Regions from separate parts of the Mus musculus genome. Here region 1 is linked to region 2. Evidence: chromatin contacts called from public promoter capture Hi-C data. All regions are on one chromosome and are shown on one strand. The core of a region is the stretch at or near the end of the contact, and the rest is flanking DNA. Distances in the headings are between cores, read along the strand shown. Region 1 holds the start of Mmaa (methylmalonic aciduria (cobalamin deficiency) type A). Region 2 holds the start of Tom1 (target of myb1 trafficking protein).

Evidence for each region. Promoter capture Hi-C pulls out the DNA fragments that hold promoters and counts their contacts.
Region 1: a contact with region 2 is called in a promoter capture Hi-C map of pre-B cells, with 3 times the contacts expected there. The contact joins the promoter of Mmaa here to the promoter of Tom1 in region 2. A contact is called at or near these places in 2 of 39 promoter capture datasets (liver and pre-B cells).

The regions. Positions count from the first base shown.
Region 1 is chr8:79,291,334-79,297,285 of GRCm38.p6, reverse strand. Mmaa (methylmalonic aciduria (cobalamin deficiency) type A) reads left to right here and starts at 2,325. Exons shown (of 7, transcript NM_133823.5): 1 at 2,325-2,372. Gm4890 (predicted gene 4890) reads right to left here and starts at 2,208. Exons shown (of 2, transcript NR_045823.1): 1 at 1,779-2,208.
Region 2 is chr8:75,031,413-75,037,254 of GRCm38.p6, reverse strand. Tom1 (target of myb1 trafficking protein) reads right to left here and starts at 3,569. Exons shown (of 15, transcript NM_011622.3): 1 at 3,428-3,569. The coding sequence starts at 3,479. It overlaps Hmgxb4 (HMG box domain containing 4), which reads right to left. Exons shown (of 11, transcript NM_178017.2): 11 at 5,277-5,842.

The DNA.
Region 1 (5,952 bases), core at 1,076-3,575, 4.3 Mb before region 2:
GTCCAGATGGGAAATAATTTTGCCCTGGATAGAAACCCAGAGTCTCACCCTTATTGAATTTAGAAATTTTACATGATTTAATCTTTTTAGACTTAGATGTTGTAATGCTTTGAAACTATGCAGTTCCTCTGGGAACAAGGACTGAATGAATTTTGCATAAGAACATTATGACTCTTTGGGGGCCAGAGGTGTGGTAGGGAAAGCTTCCCCCAATACAGATTTCCACACTTTCATCACCAGAGCCTGTGAATATATTTTCTTACAAAACGCAAAGGAACGTGGGAGCTATGATTAAGGACCTTGCTATGGTGAGATTATCCTAAGTGGGCCCAATTTTGTTACACCAATCCTAAAAACTAAAGACCTCTTTACTGATGCTACTGCCTTTGAAAGGAGAGGAAAGGGGCTACAGACCAAGGCACCTCAGGGGCTTCTAGAAGCTAGAAAGAACAAACTAACACTCTTCTCTCTGAGATTCTAGAAAGGAATGAAGTCCTCTGACAAGCTGACTTCAGCACAGGGGGTTAGTTGCACCCTGACCTACAGAAAACAGTACATTTCTGTTCTTTTAAATTGCTAAGTTTGTACCAACTTTTATGGCAGTAATAGAAAACAAATAGATGACTGTACTTACTCTGTTCATGCATTACAATAAGAGATTCCCATGTAATTCCCTTGAAGGAAACAAAGGCATATCTGATTAGTATCCATATTCTGACCCTCTGTTGCCTAGCTGATGTGATTTCCAATTCTCTGAGGCTTATAGCACCTGCTCTGGCTCCCTGTTCTTTAAACACATTAAAGATGGAAATAGGTTATATGCAAATATGATGCCATGCTGTAAAGGGACTGAGCATGCCAGCCTCAGGCGTTCCAGGAGCCTGAACAGTATCTGGCAGCTACTCAAATTTGTTGAAATGAAAATTTAAAAAGTCACAACTGACAGATTACAAAGACTCACAAGTCTTATACATACCATGGCAAACAGCGCTGAGCAGTAACCAAAAGATTATATGCATTACGTAAGTTGGTTGGTGAATTCCCAAGCCTTAATATATGGACTTAAATATGATATTTGTAATAACGAGGTCATTTCCAAACCCTTCCCAGTGCTCTTAGACATGGTGCAGCATTTGTTAAGGTCAGATTGTAAGAAAACTACTGTATCATGAATTTTGTATTTCTTCTTTGTAAATGTTTTAATAATTGCTAGGTACAAAGTTTCACTGGTTTTTAATTTTCAAAAATATTTTTATGTATCTACAAGTAGGAATGTGCTCTACATGTGTGCCTGGTGTTCTCAGAGGCCAGAGGAGGGCAGTGATTTCTTTGGAACTGGATGGCTGTGAACCTCCCTGTGGGCACTGGGAACCCAATCTGGCTCCTTTGAAGAGCAGCCAATATGTTCTTACGTTAATGTTAATCTCTGAGCCATAGCTCCAGTCCCAACAACTTTGCTTTTAAACATTTAAAACTTACGGTGGACGAGTTAAAGGAGCACTTACCGCTGCTGTTTAAGCTGCCTGTTTTTAACGTACTATCGTACCTTTCTCTGTCTCCACACACTTTCCTTCTGGACTGCCTGAAATTTGTAGGTCTCATGACTTCAGTAATTTTTTTTTTTTTAAATTAGCTACAGTGTGGCGCGGTGGGGCCCACCTTTAACCCCAGCATTTGTGAGGCAGAGCCAGGTAGTATGTAAACCAGCATGGTTTTAGGGAGTTCCAGGTCGGCCAGAGAGACCTTATCTCAAAAACACAAATAAAAAAATTAATTACCATTCAGCCCCAGTGCAAGGTAGAACCAGGTCAGGTGCTTTCAAGGGAGAGCCTGCCCACGCCTGGCGAACCTCCCCGGGCACTGCTGAGGTGGTGAGCACAGGCCTCTGGATGTGGGGCATAAGAAATATTACTACGAGTGCATCGGTTTTAAAGAAAGTGTGGGCCCCTGAGCCACTCAGAACTGCCATTGTTCGGCCGTGCATTTCGACTGGGGCTGGAGCGGCTACTCCAACAGGTGGCAACGTGCTCTGCAAAGTTTGCCTACGTCGTCCTCAGTGACCCGTCTCACGTTTCCAGGCGCGGAAGGAGTGGGCCTGGGCACCGCGGCCGCTGAGGGTTGGGCCGGGCCAGCCGAAGCCAGGACGCATTCCAGGTGGGGAACGCTGAGCCCAGAGCGGCCCTCACCACCCACTTCCCGCCCAAGCACACCCCGCCACCCGCGCCTGCGCCCGCCGCGGGACAGCCTTCGCTAAGCGACTGCGCCTGCGCGGGGCGTCGCGTTACGCCTGCGTGCCGCCGGCGGCGGAAGGAGCGAGCAGGGCGGGAGCAGTGGGCGGAAGGGGCGGTGCTCTGCTGCGCGGCCTCGCGAGGGTGAGTGTGGGGCCCGGTGCGCGCGGAGGCCAGGAGTCGGGGCCGCGGTGCGTCCTCCGCCCGGGGTCAGCCCCGCTGTCGGGGGCGCCCCCTGGAGGCTCGCGGGGGGCAGCCGAGGAGGATGTGGCTGAGTCGGGGGCGGGGTGGATGTGGTGGGGCCTGCAGGAAGGACTGGAAGGGACTGAGCGCTTTTTCCTTACATAAGAAAGGCGTCGCAGTCGCTGCTGTCAGGTTCTCGTGGGCCGGTTTGTGAGCTCGTCTCGGGCAGCGCGGAAGGAGCCAGGCCCGGAGGCTGTTCAGTGCTAAGGAGCTCCGCCTGCGGAAGGGAGCAGCAGACCCCTCAGAGGGGAAGGAATACAGATTTGCAGGTTATAAAGCAGGGTTCACTGGGAGTCACAAAGCGGTGTCTGGGTTGCCAAACACCGTCGCGACCGCGCCGGTAGCGTTCCACAGAAGACATGCCAACTTCAGATATGTTTCTCATTTGAAAAATGAAGGAGAGCCTAAGAAAAGGGTTTCTTACTGTCGCCTTTCTTAACAGTTCCCTTGCATATATTTTGGAGAACAAAGAAACTATAAAAAGTGGCTAAGCTAGTAGAAAACCAATTTCCAGGAGAAACAAAACGTTTGGAGGGTTATCTACAATGTCTCGAAAGTTCTTTGACGAAGTAAATATATTCAAGGAAATAGTATTTTTATTAGGATGGTTCTTTTAAGGCTTTGTTTCCTATTAGAGACTATAAACATGGAAAGTTATATAATCATGAGGAACGTAAATGGTGATTACAAAATGTGAGGGTGTCATAAGAATATATTTGGAATGGATGGAGCAAGTGAATGGTTGGAATTTGCCCCAGCTGATTGATGTCATGTGGGAAAAGTAGACATTTAGTCTTGCTGTATGTAAGAAAGGTGTTGAACATTGCTTTAAAATCAGTGCTTTAAAATCATTCATTGCCACGGGTCTTCTACAGAGATCTGAGTTTTCTGGAATAAGGAACAAGTATCTATATTTTTATGTGATCCTCCCGTTGGTTTTAATGTGATTGGTGTTGGGTTGAGTTAACAAGCACCCTCTGTGAGCCGGGTATCACCTAAGTTAGTATTCAGAATAATTTGATTTAGAGAAGAAAGATTTCCCCAAAGCCAGGATCATCAGGAGAGGATTTAAGAGAAGAGTGGATTTAAGCAGAGGAGAAATGTTGTAGAAGAGGAAAGATGAGACCAGTTAAATCTGGAATGTGGGAAATTGGGAAAGTAAGTACTAGGTTTGGAAGACCAAGTCTCCTTAGAGGAAGGAGGTCTGAAAGGAGAGTATGAGAAAATTGTGCAGCAGAAACAGACTATTGGACTTGGTTCTAGGGCATCAGTGTCACACAGAAGGCTTAAGAATGCTTGCAGTGGGGGCCCACTCCCCTAGTCAGAATGCCTGGAGTGGGGCCTGAGCGTTCCCTCTCACAGGTACTCCTGGTCTGGTTTGGGAGATCACTGTGCTAGGACGCGGAGGAATTTGAACAGAAGAAGCTAGATTCATGTTCCAAGATGGATCTTACTGAGCAGTCCAAGGGCACTGGAGAAAGAGTGGAGAAGGGCAGTGTTTCTCATTCTTGATCAGCACGAACTTGGCACCAGGTCCTGCCCGAGTGCACAGCCATTATTCACACTTGCTATTCCCCTGGCCTGCTTATATTTGCACAAGAAGAGCCTGAGACCATAAGAGGGCTCAGTTACCAGTGCTAGTCTCACTAATGCTGCAGATTTCCAGAGCAATGAATAACAACATTTAATGGTGAGAGGGTCCCAGCACAAATTGACCTCAGAGTAGAAATTTGGACATGTGACTCTTTCTGGAAATAGTGAAAGATAAAGTAGACAGGAACCTCAGAGAAGCCCTCCCGAGGCAGTGAGTGTGTTCTGTGTTACCCTCACTTATCAGCGACCACCTTAACCACTCTGTAAAACCATTTTAAAACTTGAAAGGGAGAGGTGAAGCTTTGAGCAGGGGTGGAGATGATAAGCAGGCTAGTGGTATCTGACAACATAGTTTCCAAATCAAAATCAGTTACACACCGGGTGATTGTGTGGCCTGTGTGTATTGTACTATATCATAGACACTGATTGGGTTTAAAATGCCTTTTCTTGTCATGGTAATTACTGACATTAAGAATATTCACTTGCTCAGTTCCAAGACAAATATCCCAAGTCAGGCCCTGCTGCTGAGCAAACTCCCAATGCAGAAAAGTGGGTATGGATCAGACTTTTAAAGGAAAAACACACATTTACAAGTGTTCTGCTTTCAAAATATCAATTAGCAGTCAGTGTAATGGAGTTATGGACTAACGTAAAATTATTACATATATTCTTTGATTCTGCGAACGAGCTATAGATACAGAGCACCCATGGTTTATAGTAGACTGCCATCTTAAAAGTTACCACTGTACATTGTGATGAGGGTTGTCAGGCTGGGGGAGTAATCACACTATGGTTCCTGGAGGATGAAGAGGGTTTTGTGAGATAATGAGAAAGAGCATGTCCCACATGGAAAGACTATGGTGACAGCCACTCTGGGAAAGAGCGTAGCTGCCTCTGGAGTCTGTACACACAGAATGGAGACAGCAGGAAAGCAAAGGTTGAGGAGGAGGGGGTGTCAAGAATTCATGGAGGAATATAAGGTATTTATGTCATCACTGCTTGCCTGGATTGTAAACTTGATGCCACCAGGAGTCATTTCTGACCCATATGCCAGTACATTCCAAGGTCTAGCCCAGGGCCCTGCATATGGTAGCTTCTGCATAAGTATTTATTGACTGTGCCATTGCACAGTCATAGAAGAAAACATTTTTATTTTTAAGGTAAGGCAGGGGGAGCCTTGAAGGTAGGTTTGAAGGAGAGTATATGAGCATGAGATGCCTGATAGCGTGGAGGATGAGTAGAGAATGTGTGAGAGGTGGCGTTGGTAGACTGTGGGCTTCCAGACTTCACAGTGTACTCATTGCAGGCTGCGGTAGAAAACCAGAAGAAACAGTGCTCGGGAGGATTATCTATAAAAGGGATACATGTTATCGAGTGACATTTGTGTTTCATGCATTCGTGCATGTGTATTGTAAATATATGTCTTATAGCATACACAGCTTGAAACCTACAACATTAGAGAGATGTGGATAATGGAGAAGAAAGAATAAGTCACTTTTGTGAAAAGTAGATGTGAACTTAAAATGTTATTATCTGTGTAACTCTCTCAGGGGCAGTATGATTAAGTTTTGTTCCTGTAACAAAGCAAAGGTTTATTTTGGTTCAGTTTTGGAGACTGATTCATGGCCAACTGCCCCTGTTGGCCCTGTGGTAGCACAGTGATTGTGGTGGAAGTGTGTGGCAGAGGAGCTACCTGCCTCATGGAGCCAGGAATGAAGGAAAGAAGGGGCTGGGACTCTAATATCCCTGTTACGAGATCCCCATGGCACAGCTTCTGAGAGGTTCCACTTCCTTAAGGCTCTACTGCTCCTAAGAGCACCAAGGGCTTAGCACCAAGACTCTCGCACATGGACCTTTAGTACTTTTAAGATCCAAAACATAACAAGAA
Region 2 (5,842 bases), core at 2,320-4,819:
GGAGGTGGGTGAAAACTCATCATTATCTCTAATCTGTGGTAGCACAGATTAATTTTGCAGGGTTCTGCTAATATAAATTCAAACTAGGACCTGAGTAGACTGGTGTGTTCAGGGCAAGAGAGAGCACTGGGTCTTAAGTGTGACCCTGAGCAGCTAGGCTTCTCTCCCTCCAGTTAGGTCTCAAACCTGGCACAAATAAATAGGCCTCAGGTGCCTATTTAACATATCAAAGTGGATTTGGCAGTCAGGTTCTCCCAGCATCCTTCAGTCCCTACCTGTTGCAGGGCCCCCCTGTCTAGCACATCCCAACCCCTGCCCTAAACTTTTCCAGCGCATGTATTAGCTTAGACTTCCTTCCCTATACAATGTACAATGTAATTTTGGCTATCTGGCCTTTTTTCATCTACCTTTACCTTTCAGGTCCCTTGGCCTGGCTCTGCTCCCTCTCTGCTCTGCACAAGGCCCAGCGCAGTCTACTCACACTCACCCTGGATTCTCCCAGATGCCTCTGGTCATGCTCTCTCTTTTATTTACAATAAACATTCTCCTCCCCCATCCTCAAGACCAGCCACATCCTTCCTTTTTTCTTTTTTGTTCACCTCCTTCTAGGAGCTAAGGCATCAGGAAAGGGAGGGATTGAACTCAACTCAAGCCAAGCTGAAGACAGACTTGCAGGGACAGTGATGCTATCAGTGTGATGGAGGTGGAAAAGGAATACTAGAGAGCAGGAGCTGCTTTCCATACCCTCTCACTGCACAGTCACTCACCGAGGGACCAGCTTTCTTATAACTTCCCTCAAGCAAGAGAGTTCAAGTTTACAAACTGAAGTTCCCAGGAGAGCTATACCTGTGTTAAAGATGTTAGAAGGTTGATTACAACCGTGTGATTGTGGAGAGTTGGAATGCTGCAGATCTTGAGACAAATTACCTTGCTTTAGATCATTTAGTAACTGCTTATTGCTCATCTCTGTGTCTGACCTAACATTTCTGTGACTTACCAGGTAACTTAGAAAACTAGTGTCCACCAACCCAAGAGTTAGAAATGTCATCAGCTAGCACCTGAGACATGTAGCATAGATTTTCATGCTTTGCTGTAACCTGAGTGTCTGATTTATAGCTTGCTTTTGTTCTCTGTGGCTACAAAAACAGGAAATCATCTCTTATTCGGTGTGATGTGAATCTGTGTTCTTGGGTCACGGCAATTCATATTTGATCCAGGGATAGGATGAACTATCTCTGATTTCTCTTGAGGTTAGAGCTGTTTTGTGCCTACTGGTAATAGATTGAGGACAGAACAAAAGAGCAGAAATTGGATGAGGAGTTGGGAAATGGCCTTAGGGAGGAGGTGATGGTGCCCAGTGCTTCCAGGAATGAGCCCAACTCCTCATGGCAGCATGTGGCATGGCAGCACTCCAGACTGTGAGACCAGCAATTATCAAGGTGTTTGTGAATTGTGAGGCCAGTGACACTGGGCTCTGATTAACACCACTTAATGACTGCTATCCTCTAGGATGCCAATTCTATGAGACTCCACTCTCAGGGCAGGAAGTCAGCAGACCTGGGAAGACACCACTTTACTCCTGCAGCAAAGAGGGGCTTGGATTATAAGAATACAAGCAGCTAAAACCTGCTTGTCATTAATCATCACAGCCAGTCAGGTCTTCTCTACTTGGAAGCTGATGGGAGACGACTTCTTGAGTCCTGAAGTTTCTGACCAACCTGGTCAACACTGCGAGACCCTGTCTCAAAAACAAATGCAGACTCAATCTCCAGTGCTTCTATCTCTATACACGGAAGAGTATGTAACACCGATACTGTTGTTGTTCTTTAAGTTAGGGTCTCTGTAGCCCAGGCTGGACTTGAGTTCAAAATCATCCTGTGTCAGCTTCCTGAATGCTGGGATTATAGGCATGTGCCACCATACCTGGCTCTTTTACAGCTTTGCCATCTTGTCTCAATTCACTTGGTTTTGGGTCTTACTCTGCAGCTTATGTTACCCTGCAACTAATTTCAGAATCAGCTAGCCTGGGACTTTGTGTCAATCCTCCTGTCTTAGTCTCCTGGGTATAGGATTACAGATGTGAACCACTGCTTCTGGTGGGAAATTTCAAAACGTGTGGTTTCCCAGCCAGTTGCAAAGAGAACTGGGAACCCTACACCTGCCCATCTGAGTCTTGGATAGGTCTGACATGAACCCCAAGGCAGAAAGGGTCCAGCAGTGAGATTTAGTCAGTGTTCTGAGGTACTGATGTAGCAGTACTCTTAATCAGAAGTATTTCTTGCCCAAGGCAGGCAACTTTCAGGGCAGGAGAGATGCTGAGCTTTGAACTGACAGGCAGTTTAAAAGACTGAACCCAAAAGACTTTATCCAAAAAGTCTCAGGACTTTGAGGCTGGCTTTGAAGGCCAGACTAATTTGCCTGTTTTACATAGGAAATCTGCGAAGAAGACTGCCTTCTCTTTCCAGGTCTCAAACAACGATTTATGGTGAAGCACCTGGGCTTCAGGCATCAGAGCTCCCTTGCAGAGAACTGATGAGAACCTCAAAAGAGCTACTAACAGCTGCAGTGTTGGTTACAACACAGAGCTGGGTTAACAGTTTCAGGGGAAGCCTTAGCTTTCAGATTCGGCCTTCCCAATTTCACAATGCCGTCGGGACCCTTCAGGTAAGGGGGTATGGATGTCACGCCCAGACCACCCATTCCTGGGGAAACGTCGCCGCCTGGCCTTTGCCCGAGAGTAGGTGCTGGGAGCCGGCACCTTCCCATGGGCTCCAGCCCCAGTAGGTGGTAACACGTTGACAATGACAGGCGTTAGCCATGTGCCAGGAAACATCCTCAGTGCTATCTTATTAATGCATTTAATGATCAAACAAGTCCAGGAAGGCTGGGCCATGACCCTTTAACTATGGGCGAGGACCATCACGGGGGCGACGTCACATAAACCCGAGACTCCCGACCATGGGGACAGAGGCGCGGCCGAACCTAGACACCCCGGCGTCTCGGAATGTGAAGAGTCGGTGACGCGGCGAATGATCAAGACGCCGCCAGCCCGGGAGGGGCTCTTAGTCTGCGCGCGCCCGGTGGTGGCGCGGCCCAACGCCTTCTCATCACAGCAGTCCCTTTAACCCAAACTTTCTCCCTCTACTCGGACCCCAGCACGCACACATTGGCTGAACCACATCCGCCCAGGACCGCCTCCTTCCACTGCCTATTGGCTACATCAAGCATCAATCCCCATATAAGACTTCCGATTGGCCCGTGTTCTTGTCAATCAGGTGGGTCATAGGGTGGGCGGAGCCCAGAGCGCCGCGCCAGCCTCACCGCCTAGCCTCCCTCCTGTCTGCCAGACTGCGGACTCCGACAGGTCCCAGGGCCAAGGCCAGAGCGGCACACAGGGGCGGGACTGCGCGCGGCTCCGGGGACTCACCGATCCGTTGTCCCACCGGAGAGCTGAACGGATTTCCCAGGAGAAAGTCCATTGCCGCGGCTACCGCTGCCACCAGCTCCCAGAATCAGGTGACAGCAACCGCCGGCGCCGCCGACCCGCCACGTGACCCGTTGGCCAGCCCGCGGGGTGGTGCCGGCAGGCGGGGGCTCTGGAGCGCAGCCACGAGGCCCCGCCCCCTACTAGGCTGCCCCTGGGCCGTGGCTGACGCCACACCAGGGCGGGGCCTGGGAGGGCCGGCTTCTAAGCCACGCCCCTGAAGCTTCAGTGCGCGCCACTGTGGAGCCTGGAAGTCTTGACATCCTGAAACTGGGTCTCTGGCCAGGGAAAGACCTGGGTCAGGTTACGCATACTCAGACAGGTATTAGTATTAGTGTCTTAGCCTTTAGTCCTGGGGACCAAGCCCTGAGGATGACAGCCTCCTTGCCCAAGTCGGACTCGAAATTTCCATTTGATGTCTCCCCGCTCCAAGAGCCAGAGGAGGCAAGGGCCTGGGTTTTTGCTCTCTTGAGACAGAGAATGAACTGCCTGTCCTGTGGCAAATGCTTTCACCTCATAAGCCACCTCATCTGCCTTGGCTCTCACCTGGCAAACCGGAAAAGTGCTTTTTCCTTATCTGTTCCCCTCAGCTGTAAATATCCATAATGTAATGCTTTCAGAGTATTGAGGTGACATGAAAATCACTCATAAGGCATTCCGTAATGGTTGCTTCCTCCTTGCTGTATCTTTGTAAGGCATTATGTTTTAAACTTTTAAATTTTTTTTTAACTCTATATGTGTGTGTTCCATGGTGCATACAGAGAGGTCAGAAGAAAACGTGGAGGAATCGATTCTCTCACCACATTTAATCTGAGATTAAACAAGTACTGTGGGCCATCACACTTCCTCCTCCATTTTGGCAGGGCTCATACCTAGGACTTTGCCACACTGAAACCCGGTGCTGCAGTCCCCCCCACCCCCCCTTTTTTTTTGACAATATCCCTTGTCTGGCCTCAAACTCAGATCCCTGGGGTGTTGGAATTGGAGAAGTATGTGCATCATAGCATGCAGCCTTATTATTATTATTATTTTTTTTTTGCTACTTATGACTTTTAACATTTTGTTTTTCCATTAACTTTTTCCTTAACCATGAAAGGTCAAATTTCCATATTTCAATGTTCACAGTATTAGCACATATTCACTTCAGGCCATGTGGCTGTTGACTCAGAGACAAGGAGGTGACATCACATTTTTTTTTTATTTAAAATAGACAAGACTCTGGAAAGCTCCTGGGATATGAACTGTCTGTTTTTTGGCATAGAATTTTCATGCAACTCTGACAAAAGATTGATGGATACTTTTTGATTTAGGCCAATAGCAATATTTTAAATGGTTTCATTTGCTATGCCACAACTATCATATTCTCTCCTTTTATAATACATGCAAATGATATTTGAGAGCCTTTACATATAAGGTGTGTTCAACCTGAGACCCAAGGGCTGCATGGCCCAGGATAGATAGGAACATGGTAACTTGACCTTTATTTCAGGATTTGGTTTTAAAATTTTTAAATTTTGTGTTTGTGTGTGTGTGTGTACCTCTGTGTGGGTATATGCACTTGTGTGCTGGTGCCTAAGGAGGCTACAGAGGGTGACTGATCCTCTGAAACTGGAGTTACATTCAATTGGATGAGTGTTGGGATCTAACTTGGGTCCTTATCAAGGGCAGGAAATATTCTTCACCAGTGAACCATCTCTTCAGCCCCCACTCCCTTATAGAGAAATGTCAGGGTAGAGTAGAGTTATACCGACTACGATTAGCCCAATTAGGGAAAAGACAGCTAAGACTGGACTATAAATATTAAAAATGAGATCTTTAATATAAGTACAAAATATTGTTTCTTTATACAACTGTAATAGGATTTGGATCAAACCACTAGGATTTATTTAAAAAAACAAAATAAAACAATGATATAAAAACAGCAAGAAGGCCTGAATCCAAAATTTTTCCTCTAATAGTACCAAATACCACAAGGTACAGATTATTATACAAATGTGTACAAATCTTTAATACAAATACAACAGGGCTAGGCTTCAGAGGAAAACAAACCCGAAAAAGCCGGTTCTCCTTAGGAGTTCACTACTGTCTGTAGCAAGGGCAATGGAGGACTGGCTGCTTCCTCTACCACACATGTCTTCCCTGGCCTCTCCTTGATACCATTTCTCACAGGAAACTTCTGCAGGGTCAAATGAGGTTCTGACATGTTAACTCAAATGGAAATTTCTGCTCTGCTTGATTTCAGTTCCCACATATTTCTGTTCCTTTCCCTATTTCTCAGATTAAATCTCAAAACTGCTCTGAGCTGACACAGTCCTGTGAGAAGCTTAGCTGTGACAGCAGTCGGGCTATGGGAAGGAG